Linked DNA regions of Rattus norvegicus: region 2 is linked to region 1. Evidence: chromatin contacts called from public Hi-C data. All regions are on one chromosome and are shown on one strand. The core of a region is the stretch at or near the end of the contact, and the rest is flanking DNA. Distances in the headings are between cores, read along the strand shown. Region 1 holds the start of Prss29 (serine protease 29). Region 2 holds the start of Tekt4 (tektin 4).

Region 1 (5,245 bases), core at 1,180-3,679:
GTTGGAGCAGAGCCACATCTGAACCCAGGCCAGAACGGACAAAGTCTGGGTGGATGATGACTCGACTCACTTTCAGGAGCTTCTCGCCCCCATAGAGGTACACCTGCCCAAGGTAGATCCGAAAGGCTGATGGGTCAGCATCGCTCCTGAGGTCAGAAAGAGGCTGTGACTACGGGAAAGTTCTCCACAGCCTACAGGGAAGTCTAATGCTATAGGGAAGTTCTCCACAGTCCTGGACAGAATCAACTAGAACCCAGGCTTTCTTGATTCACCCACATCCTACCCAACACTAGATAACAAAGAAACTCACTCATGAATACAGTGGGCGGCAGTCAGCACCCACTGTGGGTGGATGATGGAGCCTCCGCAGATGTGCACCCAGGAGGCCCAGTTGTATCTGTAGACCCTCAGGCTGACCTGCCATGGCCACTTCCCCTGTGGGGCACTATTGCCCCCCACGATGCCCACCAGCACATCCTCAGGCACAGATGCTGCAAGCAACAGGGAAGAAGGGTCAGGGGGGCCAGTGCTCAACCTGACACCCACACTGCAGCAGAACCGGTTGCATGCATTTCTCCATGATGCTGGGGAGAGATCTGTTTGGAACCTCTGTAGAATGGAGGAAGTGCATGGGGATATGGACTCACCTGGGATTCCAGCAATGGAGGACCCAAGAAAGATGAGGGTCAGACCCAGCTGGCTCAGCATCTGTTATTGAGACACAAAGGTGGGAAGTGAGAGGGGTCTGGGAGTAGCCCAGATGGGGATGGAGAAGGCTGGAGCCTCTGCAGGATTCTGGGCAAAGACAGAAGCATGGGGAAGAACGGAGGGGACTGGGCTTGCCCATGTTGGGATGGAGATGATTGAGATCCGGTTAGCGGCATCCGGGAAAAGAGGAGATGGTGGCCTTACCCTGCTGGGTCTCTGCAACTTCCTCCTGTTTAGGCCTCTCGGTCCCTTTATCCCCAAGACCCAGGAAGTAGGCAGGGGGCTTGGCCAGGCCTCTGCTAGGAGGAAGAGCTGGGAGGACAGAAGGATTTGACCTCTGAAAGGATGAGAGGGGGCTGTTGACCCATGCTCAATGACTGAAGCCCTTTGTCACCAAGGTTACATAGATAACACCATTGGCTTGCAGTAGCATCACCAGGGACATCAGGAAGAGGAGGGCTGTGACTCAGGCTGGTGTCTCAGAAGTACCAGGTATCCCAGGTGTTTTATGGGTGAGACAATCCCCCATCCATCCAGTGAACTCTGCGATACTGCAGAGCAGCCCCCTCATGCTGGGAACACACCGCCATCCCCAGCACATGTCACAGGGAGCTTCAGGCTCCCTCTGCCGGAGCTGCAGTGCCAGCACCATAGTGTCCTGGGGAGACTGCCCCCAGGACATTCTGTGAGTATATCCCCACCTCCATGGACATCTGAGCCCAGCGCTGGTCAGGCACACCCACAGCCTAGGCTTGTGGCTGCTGTAACTAACTTTACCATCAAATCTGAGAACAGACGCTACTTGGTGCCTACAATGCACCAAACCCAGCGCTCCTGTTTGTGAACCACATAGATGGTGCTTACCTGCAGCCATATCCTGGCTGCCAGAGTCTTTAGGGGGGTGAACGGCCCTGCAAGAATCCCAGGGGACCTCTGCACTCGAGGACAGGCCATGCACCTGTTCCACTCCTAGCTCTACAATGGATTTGCCACTCTAGAGTAAAGGGACACCTAGATAGTCAGATCTGGATGCTCTATGCTCCTGACAAGAACTCACAAGCCACCTGGGTCCCCTGCCCAGCCCAGCACGTCACAGTCAGGGAGACGTTTGACAGCATCTGTGGGCATTTCTGATTTAGAGCCTGTGAAGACACCACTGGTGCAAACACACACAAACACACGCATGTGCACATGTGCGCGCGCGCGCGCACACACACACACACACACACACACACACACACACACACACACACTGATGTCAGGGTGCAGCCAAACTCTGGGGCTCTCCCACTTCACATATCCACAGTGTCCCATTAAAGTAATCTCGGTCTGACCACAAACACCCATCTTGTGGCCAACACAAGGATGCCAGAGTAGCTTCTAGACGTCAGCTGAGAAATTGTCAGTAAGGCTCCCTGCAGTGTCCCTACTGTCCACATAAGAGGATCAGGACACCCACTGCCTCCCCTATAGGGGCTGTCAGAAGTGGCTCAGAGCCAAGCTGGGGGACTCACCTTGGCTCCAGAAATACCAGGTCTCTTTGAATAAGAACTAGCCACAGATGTGAGACCCTCCAAAAGATGTGGAAGTGACCAGGATTGTCCAGGACACAGGTAGAAGCAAGACAGAGGGTCACTACACCCCTGAGCAGGAGGAAGGGTTTATATGCTAAGTTGGACACAGTGACCCACAACTACGTCAAACCCGACGCCCTGAATCCCGGCTTCCTCAAACACTACTAGCATGTCCAACGTCAGCAAAAAGGCAAGGTGAGCCTCAGAACCTGACCGGAACTACTCAGATGGCTATCATAACAACAGAGTCAGGTCACCATTACCACATCCAGTGATGGGATCAGAAAGAACTGGCATAACTGTTAGCAAAGAGGCAAGAGACTGGCCAATGAGAGAGTCCTGACCAGGCCTGGGTTCAGGGATGCCGTTAGGAGGATGTGGCTACCCAGGGCTTCTGTTGCAAGAAGGGATGTTGGGCAGAGGCTGGGACAGGGGAACAGCACTGGGTTACCAGGGACTCAAAGCAAAGGATTCACCCAGGAGTAGTGGGAAAGCAAGGATATTTTCCAGGTGTCCCACTGCATCTCAGCCCCAGGGACAGAAAGAATGTAGGTCAGTGATAAACTTAGTACTGGGTAAGGTGCTTTTGAAAGATATGGATTGTCCATCCGGGGGATGAGGAGTTAGATGCGCCCCAGACAGGATGATGGTTAGGGAGGGGGCACCACCAAGTAATAAAGATAACAAGGGGGCTGGAGAGATGGCCCAGCCATTAAGATCGCTTGCTGCTCTTGCAGAAGTCCTGGGTTCATTCCAAGCGCCCATGTGAGCAGCTCAGAATCACCTGTAACTCCAGCTCCTGGGTTTCCAACACCTCTGGCATCTGGATACCTTCATATGTACAAATCTATACACAGACCATACACATAATTAAAAATAAAAAAATAAGCCTTATAAAATAAAAAGCAAACTTCCAAAATGGCACAGGTCCAGCTCCTTCCTCACCCTCCTGGCCCAAGACAAAAGCCTAGCAGATTAAAAGGTCTGGTGAGGGGCTGGGGATTTAGCTCAGTGGTAGAGCGCTTACCTAGGAAGCACAAGGCCCTGGGTTCGGTCCCCAGCTCCGAAAAAAAAAGAACCAAAAAAACAAAAAAAAAAAAAAAAAACAAACAAACAAAAAAAAAAGGTCTGGTGAGGCCTTTTTCTCCTGCCAGGAGAGCTCCTGTTCTGATAAGCTGAAGGTTTGTCTGATAGGGGGCATTGTTAATGAGAATTCCTGGGAAGAAGCTGTGTCTACAAAGATCAACCAACCAACCGACTGACTGACTGACTGACGGACTGACTGACTGACTGACTGACTTATTAAAATTACAGTGATGTAGGGAAGTTGGAATGTTGCAGGTCCAGAAGCTAATTATCTTATCTTGGACCAATTTTGGTCCCCAGAACAGCCTCCTTGCCCACCTCTATGTCTGAACTAGCATCCTGTGACTAATAGATAAAAATCTCTGGAATCCAGAGCTGGAGAGATGGTTCCATGGTTAAGAACACTGATTGTTTTTCCAGAGGACCCAGGTTCAATTCCCAGCACCCACTTGACAGCTCAGAACTGTCTGTGTAACTTCAGCTCCAGAGAATCCAATGCCCTCACACAGACACACATGCAGGCAAAACACCAATGCACGTAAAATGAAAATAAATAAACCATTAGAAAGAATCTTTGGGGCTGGAAAGCTCAGTTAAGAGCACTGGCTGCTCTTCCAGAGATCCCGAGTTCAATTCCCAGCAACCAGCAACCATATGGTGGCTCAAAACATCCGTAATGGGATTCGATGCCCTCTTCTGGTGTATCTGAAGACAGCGACAGTGTACTCACATACATAGAATAAATAAATCTTTATAAATAAAAGAAAAAGAATCTTTGAAGCCAGACCTTTAGTCCCAGCACTCAGGAGGCAGAGGCAGGTGAATCTCTATGGGTTCAAAGCCAGCCTGGTCTACAGATCAAGTCCAGGACAGCCCTCGCTACATAGAGAAACCCTGTCTTTAAAATAAAAACCCCAGCATCTTTGGAATCTATTAATTTAACAAGCCACTGACTTCCACCAACCCTCAACCCCAAATCTAAGAAAATCAGAAAAAAAAATCATCAGAAAAGCGCTGCAACCATTTCCCTGGTTTCCTCCCATCAGTGCTTTGGTGTGGTTGTTGTTTTTGTTTTCTTCTATTTTGTTTGTCTTTGGTTTTTCAAGACAGGATTTCTCTGTGTAGCCCAAGCTTTATATTCTGTCTCCTTGAAAGCAGGGTTTGAGAAAATAGCATTGAGCACAGGAGAAGGTATGGCTTATATCAGCCCCAAAACTGCTGGGGGGTTTCAAGAGTTGAGGGATTTCCAGAGGAATTTTGGTTATGAAGGAACTTGGCTGAACACTTCAGAGTTATTTGGCAGAACATCTAATCAGGGTGGAAATTGGGGTGTAGGGTGTGGAACATGTCAAATTCCTGAAAAGGGGTCAAGATCTGTTCAAATTTAAGTTTTACAGAAAATAGGAATCAATTTATTTTGACCTTGTAATAAGATGGCTTCTGATCTTAAGGTGGAGTCAGGCTGCTTCTTCACTTCACCTTCCCGTTGGTCCTTGGATGCTCCTAATCTAACAATAATGCCAATTCTAGGGCAGGCTTTGTCAATGTGGAAACTCTTTTGGGCAAATCTGAAGTTCTATTGAAGTATTTAGAACATCTACCTTGGGCCAGGAAAGGTTTGGAGCTCTCTTGAGCCACTGGGTTCTATCAGAGCAGTTGAAATAGAGAAACAAGGGCTTTGAGAATATTGTTTTGGGGTATCTGCCAAGGACAGCCGCAGACAGGGAATAGAAAGCGCCCAAGAGAGAGAGAGAGACGTGGGGTTGGGGATTTAGCTCAGTGGTAGAGCGCTTGCCTAGCAAGCGCAAGGCCCTGGGTTCGGTCCCCAGCTCCGAAAAAAAGAAAAAAAAAAGAAAGAAAGAAAGAGAGAGAGAGAG
Region 2 (5,245 bases), core at 1,519-4,018, 150 kb before region 1:
TCATTGGTGTAGCGGGCGCAGGTATCGTCAATGTTGTAGACTTCTACTTTGTCTGACCAGTTTATCTCACAGTTCTCCTTATGTTCCCGGTTCAGCCTAGGGAAGAGAGGAGATTCAGGGCTATGTGTCAGGGAGAACTGGAAAGCAGGCAAGCCCCATATCAGCCTCAGGGGGGCGCCAGTTTGCGCTCAGACAGCCTTCCAGGGCCAGCGGGGCCCAGGTTCCAGAACAAAAGTGGGAACAGTTGTATATGCCCAGCCGAGCAATGCCTGCATTCCTCTGGCTAAGATCCAAAGCCTTCTGACCTCTCAGTCACAGCGTCAGGTACCCTAACCTGTCTTGCCTCCCACCTCAGACCAGCCTTGAGGACAGAGTTCAGGTATGTCCACCCCTCAGGTCCCTCAGGGGCTGCTGTGACCCACCGTATCTGGCCCACAGCTTGTCCCATCGTCCTCTTCAGGAGTTCCTGGATGTTCCTGATGAGTTCAGTTTCCTGGAGATGAGACAGGTCCCCTCTAAGTAATCCTCCCCTCCGCCTGCGGAGGGACTTAGGGACTCACCAGGAGTCCAGGTGTGGGCCTCACCACCATTGACTTTTGCCTTAATTTCCCCGCAACCCCAGAAAAAGGAGTATGTGCGAGGTTCATTCTGGGAAAGTTTTAGCATGTCGTTTCCTCTAAGAGTGTCTTTTGGGGGCTGGGGATTTAGCTCAGTGGTAGAGCGCTTACCTAGGAAGCACAAGGCCCTGGGTTCGGTCCCCAGCTCCGAAAAAAAAAAAAAAAAAAAAAAAAAAGAGTGTCTTTTGGCTGTTGGATCGCCTAAGACAGCTGTCTAGACTCTGGGGTCATCCTCAACACTCCCACAGTATACTGAGGAGTCTCGGCCTTAGTTAGATCAGGTCCTAGAGCCTCTCTGAGGAACTCAAGCCCATAAGACGTCAGATGCCCTCTGTCTGCTGCCCACTTCCCACCAAGAATAGGTAGGAAACTCTAAGTTTCCTTTTACCCCAACATTTTCTGGGGGCTAGGAATTCTTTCATGTGCAAGCCCACATGGGTCATGATCTCCAGTGTCTGGTGTCCTCGGTCCCCCTTCCCTCTCTGCACCCACTGCCAGCAGTGGGCAAGGCCTGGAGGTAGGGCAGGAGTTCCCTGAGACCTCAGCCGGGTGACTTATTCCCCAGTCCCATCATTCATCTTTGCCCACCACAGGAGGCTCCTGCTCTGAGGAATTCTGAGTTGTGAGTCACTAGGCTGAGTGACCCCCATAACCATTCAAGGCTCCCCAAAGCAAGCTGTACTGGGGTTAGAGGGAAAAGGTATCTAATGAAGGGAGGAGGAGGTAGTAGGTTTTGGTTTTGGTTGAGTTTTGGTGTTTGCTTGCTTGCTTGTTTGTTTGTTTGTTTGTTTGTTTAAGAGTCTCACATGTAGTCCAGGCTGGCCTGGAGCTTGTGGTCCCCTTTCCTCAGTTTCCCCAATGCTGGGATTGTAAGTGTATACTAGGAGGCTCTGGGGCTGAGGGGCTCTGGGGCTCTGGGGCTCAAGGACAGATGCCATGGCCTCCATACCTCCATACCTGCAGCACTGGCTGGCCCGGCTTTCTACCCTGAAGTACACTAGAGAAGCAAGGGGCATGCATGCTGGTACAGGGAGAGCCTTTGGCTTAGCCCAAAACAAAACAACCTCAGCCCAAAGGCTGTAGCACATTTAATCCCAGTCCTTGGGAGGCAGAGGCAGCTGAATGAATGTCCTAGTTTGAGGCCTGCTTTGCTCTACAGAGTGTAAGTTCCAGGACAGCCAGAACTACACAAAGAAACCCTGTCTTGGAAAACAAACAAACTACAAACCAACCCTAAAGCCACCACCACCATAACAAAAAACCCCCTCAGGGTCAGACTTAACATCTTTGAAATCGTGTGGACTGGAAGGAATCCCAAAAGAGAGAAAATTATTTGGATGTGGGAAGGAAAAAAAAAAAACAACCCACCACTGTCTGAAGGATCAGGATCAGGGGTCCTGCATGGGCAGAAGGGCATAGTGCTGTGTGAACCCTGGGGTCCTGTGTTATCCACTGAGTGCCCAAGTCTGCCTCCCACTCTGCGCCTGAGCCACTGGCCGCACCTTCAGCAGCTCCACCTCCACATAGTCCCGGACAAGGTCTGGGTGCTGGCGGCGTTCTCGGCACTGTAGGTTGTCAGTAGCGATGGAGAAGGGCACGGACAAAGCATCCAAGGCGCGTTGTAGCCGAAGCTTCTGGGCCATCATCTGATCAGTCTCGGAAGACAGCTCGTCTATCTCTCGCTGCAGCTCCGACTTCCAGCAATGCATGTCCTCCAGACGCTCTCCCACCCTTCGTGTGGAGTCAAGTTGTGTGCGATAGGCAAGTTCCCCAGTCTCGGCTGCCAGCTGCTTGCTTTCATGCCGCTGCCTCTCAGAGTAGTCCCGGTCTGCAAAGGCCTGGTGGTAGCGTGCATAAGAGTTCTGAAACCACTCGTCCATGAGGTATTTGGCTGTGCGGAAGCCAGCGGTGGCCAGACCGGCGGATGTATAGGCACCGGTATTACAAGCCACTTCATATTTTTTTTGGGGTAGCTCACAGACATCAATTGACTGCGGGGCTGGCTCCTTGGTCAGGAGCACTTCGGCTTGTGCCATGGTGCTTACTCCCTGGCTGGGCAGGGAGGCGGAATGAAGAGAGGGTCACTGGGCAATCGTCCAGGCACGATCAGTGGAGCAGTACTGGTCACTCTGTCCCAAGCAAGGCTCCTGGTTGCCTCAGGAACATTGTATACACCAACTGCCTCCTGTTGCTGAGCAACGGGGTCACTCGAGGGGGTGGGGCGGAATTGCCCTCTTAAAGGGCCAAGCAGTGGCAGGGAAGATAGCTTAAATGGGGAAAAGTGTTTGCCTTACAAGAAACTGAGCTTGATTCCCAGAACACGGGGTGGGGGTGGGGTTGGGGAGGGATGGGTGTGGTGGCACACGCTTGCAATTCCGGCGCTGGGAAGGCAGAAACCGTTAATCTGTGAGTTCACAGGCCAACCAGTCCAACTGTATTTGATGAATGTTGGAAAATAAGATTGGCCAGGCATAGTGGCAAATACTTCTAACCCCAGCACCCAGGAGGCATAGACAAGTGGTGCTCTCTGATCTCAAGGACATCCTGGTCTACATAGTGAGTTCCAATCTGATCTGGGCTATATAGTGGGATCTCTCATCTCAAACAAAACCCCTAACAACAACAAAATCAGACAAAACCCCAAGATGAATGGTGCTTGAGAAATGTCCCCTAAGGTTTTCTCTCTGGCCTCCACATGCACACAAATACCCATATGCATACATACGCGCGTGCGCGCGCACACACACACACACACACACACACACACACACACACACACACACACACAAATGGGGTCAAGCAATCCCCAACTCTCAGCTCTTCACCACACTGTGGCCCAAGCCTCAGAAGCTCAGGACTCATTCACTAGAGGACCCTTGGACTCGGGTAGGAAAGGGTCCTGAAATCTCTGACACCCTGTCCTCCTCCCCAGCTCCTCAGCCCCTCTTTCCTGAGATTTTCCTCCATGGTCTGATCCTGCACATTGTCTTTGCTCTGCTGGAGCAGGATGGGGAAGGTTCTGCCTCCTTAAAGACCCCTTGGGGTGACCTGTGGGAGGTGGATGGTCATGGAAACATGACCAGATTCCTCAGGGTGAGAAGTGCTTCTCATCCTCAACACCACCAACATACCCTAAACCACCCTATGATCCCATAACTTGACCCCATTGCGCATGTGGTCTGAACCCCTCGTGCAAGCCCAGAGGACCAAACATCCACCCTACCTCAGCCTCCAGGACTCACTTTTGGAGCTGACCCTGTGGGAGTATCCACAGGGACCCTCACCCCATCTGTTGCCAGGGCCACTGTGTAAGGGCCAGACCTCACTTCTTTCTTCTGTATCCCAGAGCCTCCTGGGGATTTGGGCCAGTGTTATGAGAGGTTTCACACACTGGATGTATCTGGAGTCAAATGTCCTGATCTGCTCAAGAAAAAGGAGGCACGTTCTGTTGGGCAGTTGTTCCCAGGATGCTACTTGGTCAGGAAACCCTGCCGTCCAACCTGGGCATAAGAAATCCTAGTCTAAGTCGATTGCCAATGTGACCAACAGAGGGCGACATTGACTGCAGAATGTGCCAGACACCTATTTCCCGACTTCTGGTTCCCCTCCCTCCTGGTCTTCCCGAGAGGCTCCCCATGTACTGGGTGCTTTCTGAAAGAAATCTACAACCTTAGTCAGCATCGGATCTACACCACAGCCCCTCGGCCTCTTCCCTCACTCTGTCCCATCCCATTTCCAACCTCAAGAACCTCAGGCTCCCTCAGCTTGGCACACAAGCTTGGTTTCACCCCCATGCTTCTGCCCAGGCTGTGCCTTCCTGGCACCCTCCCTGGTGCTGACCCCCTAGCAGTCATCCCCTCACCCCGTGCTCCCTGTCAATCTTCTGACGGTGAGCCCTGGCATTTCCACCAGTAGATGCTTTGTACATGTGTGTTTGGTTGGGTAGAAGCCTTAAGAATTCATAACCAGACTGAGCAAGAGTTGCCATTGTTCCTCAAGAGCTGGAGGCCAAGAGCCTTTGGGGGCCAGTGTGGACCTCCCTCTATCTCCTCTGTACCTTGGTTTCTCCACATGGTAGCAGGTTCAGAGCCACCCAGAGCACAAGCGTGGTTTCTCCTTAGATTCATCCCTGGCACGTAGACCCAGGGACTGCAAAGGAAGAGACCTGGGCCCAGTGGCTCTGCTTGATCTTCACCTGAAGTATCCAAGTACTGGGCATGGCAGGTAGGTGATGATCCCATTGAACCCCAGGGCTGATGAGGAAGGCCAGGTCTCAATGTAGGGTCCCCTGGGTTGGGATAGACTCCAAGGTAGAGCTTCAACCTTAGTCCCCAGCTTGAGGGGTCAAGACTCACCAGACACTTTCAGGGAGGTGTTGAACCTTTGTCCCCATCATCCACAGCCTCTAGTCTGACCCTCAGTCCAGAGAAAGGCATTTGTACTCTGACGGTGCTAGTGTGTAGCCCCTCCCAGCCTCTCGGGGAGGAACACCAATCATTGCACAAGGTTTCCCTGGGGCTGATGAAGCCGTCACAACTATACTCATAGCTAGGGCTAAGTGGGGAACAGGCAGGCAAAGCTACAGTGAGCACAGACAAACTGAATGGGACGTGTGGGCACAATGGTGG

The links. Hi-C and Micro-C count contacts between places; a contact is called where the count stands out from the background.
Region 2: a contact with region 1 is called in a Hi-C map of the A7r5 cell line, with 4 times the contacts expected there. The contact joins the promoter of Tekt4 here to the promoter of Prss29 in region 1. A contact is called at or near these places in 7 of 12 Hi-C or Micro-C datasets (the A7r5 cell line, the Rat2 cell line, Schwann cells and 4 more).

Annotation. Positions count from the first base shown.
Region 1 is chr10:14,838,992-14,844,236 of GRCr8, reverse strand. Prss29 (serine protease 29) reads right to left here and starts at 2,429. Exons shown (of 6, transcript XM_017597837.2): 1 at 2,223-2,429; 2 at 648-708; 3 at 311-491; 4 at 1-146. The coding sequence starts at 708.
Region 2 is chr10:14,989,807-14,995,051 of GRCr8, reverse strand. It overlaps Tekt4 (tektin 4), which reads right to left and starts at 2,768. Exons shown (of 6, transcript NM_001013965.1): 1 at 2,120-2,768; 2 at 423-493; 3 at 1-96. The coding sequence starts at 2,653.